Regions from separate parts of the Rattus norvegicus genome. Here region 1 is linked to region 2. The links are chromatin contacts, called in public Hi-C maps. All regions are on one chromosome and are shown on one strand. The core of a region is the stretch at or near the end of the contact, and the rest is flanking DNA. Distances in the headings are between cores, read along the strand shown.

Region 1 (2,777 bases), core at 40-2,539, 140 kb before region 2:
GAATATACTACATATTGAATGGAATAACTGATAAAATATCCTAGCTATCCCACAAAAATGTACTGTAACTGTGGAGACAGGAAAGCTTTCACGGATCGCCTAAGTCCATATAACCTACTGCTCATTAGAGTACCAAGAAAGCAAGGGTGATCAGTAAACAGACACTGTCTCGAGATACATGTGTGTGCATGGTTAAGGTAACTAGAAAACTGCTGTCTTATTGCATTATAACAAAAAGAGACTTTTACAAAAGAGCAGCAAAACTGAGACAATACACATACCACACAACATATCCACTTAAAGTATACAACTTGATGCTAACATACTCACAGGTTTTTATAACCTGGGTTAGGACCCAGAAGAACACTCTCTTCTGGGTAATAAAGGTTCTAGTGAGTTATCTAAAAAGAACCTAACTACTAGAAATATCAGACCAGTTAGCTATACAAGCTTGCTGCTGAGTGAACTTTCTTTTCCTTTACCATCTTTTCTGCTTTAATACATTAAAGTGAATGTAATTAACATCCTAAGAGGTATTGGTGGCATGAATAGGCAGGTCAATTTTCCAAGAAAGTCCAAGAATAATGAAACATTCCCCCTCCCCCCAAAAAAATTCCTGTTGTGATCCAGGCAGAATGTGTAGGTGTGAACTGTAGAGTGAAATGGGCAAGAAATAAGGATTTAACCCTTAAAGGACAAATTGGTTGTGCTCAGTGGTACAGCAAGGATGAGTGAAGAGAACCTTACAGCTCCGTGGCAGGAGTTTGGGAAAACAATAAAATCCCCCTCTGCCCAGGGGATGCCAAAGGGAACCCTGGATTACTGGGAAAGGTGACGCTCTGGTAAGTGCATTCACCGACAGGACACAGAAACGGTGGACACAGAAAGTACAACAGCTCTAAAGCTACCTCTTGTGCCTGTGGAAGAGAAGCAGCTGAACATCCAGCCAGGGGCCAAAACAACCTATGTCACCTGTTGGTGCAAGTTTTAGGATAGGACTGAGAAGCCTCCCTGTCTGTCTGAACAAAGGGGGAGAATGTGGGGACCTGGCCAGGAGCAGATGAGGTAGATCTTGACTCCTGGGTCACACACATCTTCCCTACTGTCCTCTTGTATCGAGTGTGTCCCGTGTGCTTGCTCCTGCTGCAGGAAGGACTGTGGGGTGGTCTGAGGAACACCAATACTGACAGATATCATACGCGTCTTTCATGGCAGTGACCACTGCTTTCCACTGGGCAAGAAGTAAATTTCTAAATTCTGTTAATGCGGGCAGTGGCTAGGGATGAGTCATCTGCCTTCGGTTTGAGCAGAAAGTATGTCCCTGAATCACAAAGAACAAAACATGTTTCTTCACACCTCCCAAGTCAGCTTAGTCATCTTACTTGAAAGTCAATTATTGTGACTTTCAAGCTACTAAAGTTAACTAAAACTTTAGAAGGGAATAACTGATATCCCAAACTACTGCTGAGTGTAAATTCATGTAATCTTACTACTTTGGACAGAATAATCCGTAAGTGATGCAAAACACTAAATAAAATTCACCCTCCTTCCTCTCCCAATTTATCCCCATAAACCCATAACCCAAACTACAAACCACTTGAGTGGTATCATTACAGAAATTTAATTTCAACCTAATTTAAAATTAATTAGACTGCCCTGCAAAGATTGTAAGTCTTCAAATACACTGCATAAAAGGAGCACTTTTAGCTGTGTACTGGGTACTTGGAGACACTGTTATTGAATTACAAATAATGTTGTAAGCTTAAGCCCCTACTTATTTTTTTAAGCAAATCAAATAAATTAACTCTGGTTGTTCTACTTCCGATTTAGAATGCCCTTCTATTTAAAAGATCAGGCTGGCCATATAATTTAGCGTCCTTAACCCATAACTTCTGAACCATGTCAGAACATTTATAAAGCACAGCCGCAGTGCCAAAATCACACATATATGAGAACCCTATTGATGGATACCCTAGAATTCAAGAGACTTGAAGAACGCACAAAACAAAATCATAACACTTCCTTCATTTAGGTTAGAGGATGAGAACAAGTAAGATCATTCAATGCAAGGATAAAAAAAGCTAGAAGTGTAGTGATGTCCACCTACAGATCCCAGGCTGCACCTTAGCTCTAAGAAAAAGAGATCACTTTGTCTACTTTTAGTTAATACCTTATTATGTGATTATAAAATAAAAGTCAGTAAAGCTAACTAAAAATTTAGAAAGAAAATTTAATTGGAAATTAGAAGACTGTATTGAGAAATCTTAATTAGAAATTAGAAGACTGTTACTTTTCTCATTGCTGAAATAAACACTTGACAAGAAGCAAATTCAGGGAGAAATTGTTTATTTTGGTTTGCAATTTAAACAGGTTCAGTCGGTCACACTACTTGTCACACTACTTGTGCAGTCAGGAAGCAGACAGCAGACAGGAAGAGTGCCAGGCTACAGAACTTTAAGGCCAGCCCCAAGAACTCACTTCCTCCAGCAAGGCTCTACCTCCTAAAAGTTCAGCCGCACCAGCTGGAGAACAAGGAAGACACTTGATGAACCGTGGAGGACACTTCACACCACAGCAATGACCAATGAAGCAATTCTGTATAAGTGTAACAAAGTCCACAGAAATGAGACGCCACAAACTTACCATTGTGTCAGCTCTTGTCATGGAGAAAATCTGAGAAGCATGTGAATTTCCAGAACCATATTTACAGAAGAATGAAAAGATCTGATAGCAATAGAGGGGACAGAAGGAAGGAGGGAGAATAAACATATTCTCTT
Region 2 (2,700 bases), core at 77-2,576:
TTTTTTTCTCTGCCTTTTAATTCTTTGACTGATGGAGAGAAAAAAAAGTCAAGATTCTAGACAGTAGCAGTTTGGGCCTCTTGTGAACCTATGTTTAAAGATGGTCTTTGTATTTGTCTTTATCTGTTTTATGTGAATGCAAGCATGTTTGCATTTGGGAACAATTTTCAGGTGTTGACTCCTGCCTTCCACCTGAATGGAAGAAAAATGAAATAAAAAAGGAGGAGTGTGAAACCAAACACAGGAGCAGGCAGGAGCGGCTCGCCCTGCCTGTTACTGGGAGACTGAAACAGGAAAAACATACCTTGCAGGTTAAGAGTTCTGTTTGCAGTCAAGACAAGAGTAAGTTTCTGTTTGTCTTATGTTTGTTTGACCTATTACATTGGACGTGTTTGATCATGAGTGGGCAGAAGGTATGTGGACAGGAAATATGTCAGGATGTATGCTTGTCCCTGATTAGATTTGATGGGAAATATAGTGGCCTGGTGGGGTTTTAGCTTCTGCAAAGTGTGACTCGTGGCCATTTTCTTGGAACCCAGAAATGGACCCGGATAGATATCTTCCTGACCAGTATTTAACTAAAGTTTGCTTCAAATATGGCTTTAAAGTTGTGGTAGTGGCCTTATCCAACCCCCCAACACCCGTGGGATTAACAAGACATAACTAGAAGATTTATTGTAGATATAGGGGAGAAAGCATGCAGAGGGAAGAGTCCAGGCTATACATGGCTGACAGACTAAACTAGAACACTGAAGAGAGATGGGGAACGGGAGCAAGAGAAGAACATGCGACTATGAGAGGCACCCAAGCCAAGAGACCAGAGTAGCCAAAATGGCCGAGTTATATAGCGATCAGGCTCGGGAAGGTAAAGCAGACGCGCACCCCTCCCCGTCCCCCTCCCCCTCCCCCTCCCCCAGAGGGTTAGCGTAGCAGACTGGGTGAGAACTGCTGGAAGGCGCCACAGGTACTGAGTGATACTTGTCCTGGGCTTCTTTGAGACCTATCACCACTATGCAGCATAATCTTTCTTGTTTCTGCCCCACTGTCTCATCCAGGAGCGGCGGTAAGGTTCCAGCCATGTTCCTCGAATCTCAACACAGATGTACTAAGATTACAGATCAAAAGGGGTGCCAAACCAGTGATTTCACCCACTGAGCCATCTCCCTGGCTCGGGTCAGCATTTTAACAGGACCAAGCAATTCTTGTCCACACAGACATTTGACACCCACTGCATTGGATCTTCGAGCCTTTCAGATGAAGAACTGTTTGCTCTGGGAATCCATTTTACCTCACGCCTAAAACTGACAGGGAAGAAAGTCCTCGAGTGCCCTCTGGAGGTCATCGTAGGAACTGGGCAGCTTTATAGTGAGGTTTTGTTTTCTTTTTCTCGGGAACAGGTATAAAAATACCAAGTGTGATTTTTGAGCCCTTCCTAGAACCAAACATTGTGATTAGGAATTCGCACAAATTTTTTCATTTAGACTATCATGCAGGTGTTACTATTCTGCAATTCTGGCATTTGACCACCTCCTTTTAACTTGGTTTTCCTTGGCGTCCAGTATACCCACACCCTTTTTCATTTGCCTTGGGTCCCTCTGTCTCTTCTTCTTCCGTCTGTCTCAGTACCCATCTCCCAGGTCTTCTCATCTTCCCCCAGGGAGCAATGCTTGGGTTTCTTTTCCTTGTGCGCTCAACTTCTTAATGAATTCTTTTATCCATATGCCAACAAACCCCACATTTCTATCTTGTGACCAGCGTGCTTCTTGAGACACAGGCAGCTGCCTTCTGGACATGTCTACTTGGACGCCTGAGAGACGCCACAATTGTGTCTAAAAACAAAGTTCTCCTTTTCTTCCTTAAACCTCTTCCATTTGAGATTTCTCTCATCTCAGATGATGGAAATTCTCTCTCACTGCAGTTGAGTAACTGCGTGGTGTTCTCACTGGGTCCTCTCACTCATAGCCCTGCTCCATCACATATCCCTCTCCTCGCCTGGAGCCTTGCTTCAGCCTCCCCCTTGGTCTTTTTATCCAACTGTCTTTCCAAGAGACAATTCTCAGAAACCAGAATGGCTTTCGTAGAACGCTTCTCAGCTCTTAATTTCTCTACTTAATGTCCTTCCAAGCCTCCGGTTTTACTCTGATAAATGTCAAAGTCCTTCATATGGCCAAGAAGACCCTGCACAGGCAAGGTTCCCCAATGTTTCTCCGACTCTGGCTCCTTTTGAATTCCTCTTTGTCTATCTAGCTCTGGCCATAGCTGTGCTATTCCTAATACAAGCCTGGTAGGAGCACCTTCCCATCCACTTACCTAACCCTTTAGCTGCTGCAAACACTTACTCCAGCATGACCTGGTCCACAGAGTCTACTCTGTCATTTCTGTTTAAATTGGCAACTTGCTCCACCCCCACCCCCAGCCCCTCTGTAGCACTGCCCCACCCCCAACCCCTTACCACACTGTGCCCTGTCTGTGGCGTGTCATGGCTTTCCAAACTATTGTCTAATCTAGTAGTTATGTCCCTGGGTATTCGTTCCACTAGAATTTTTAACCCCAAATAGGCAGATATCTCTGTCCCTTTTGTTTACTGATGTGCCCAACACATAGATCACTGACTTAAATATTTTAAAAATGTTTGCTGAATAAGACATGACCACATCCTTGGCTCTCGGTGCTTCAGTAATTCACTTAAAAAGTAAATCG

What was found. Hi-C and Micro-C count contacts between places; a contact is called where the count stands out from the background.
Region 1: a Hi-C map of Schwann cells shows a contact between it and region 2, with 5 times the contacts expected there. The contact joins two enhancer-like sites. A contact is called at or near these places in 4 of 12 Hi-C or Micro-C datasets (Schwann cells, kidney, mammary epithelial cells and 1 more).

What each region holds. Positions count from the first base shown.
Region 1 is chr1:222,921,558-222,924,334 of GRCr8, reverse strand. The region is part of intron 1 of Gnaq (G protein subunit alpha q); the gene reads right to left. Among named protein-coding and RNA genes, the nearest start is that of Gnaq, 70 kb to the right of the region's middle. Within about 2 kb of position 1,289, at least 8 of the 93 cell types and tissues checked have an H3K27ac peak or open chromatin away from gene starts, as enhancers often do. A contact at or near this core is called in Schwann cells, where this site is marked.
Region 2 is chr1:222,777,322-222,780,021 of GRCr8, reverse strand. No RefSeq gene overlaps it. Among named protein-coding and RNA genes, the nearest start is that of Gnaq, 74 kb to the left of the region's middle. Within about 2 kb of position 1,326, at least 19 of the 93 cell types and tissues checked have an H3K27ac peak or open chromatin away from gene starts, as enhancers often do. A contact at or near this core is called in Schwann cells, where this site is marked.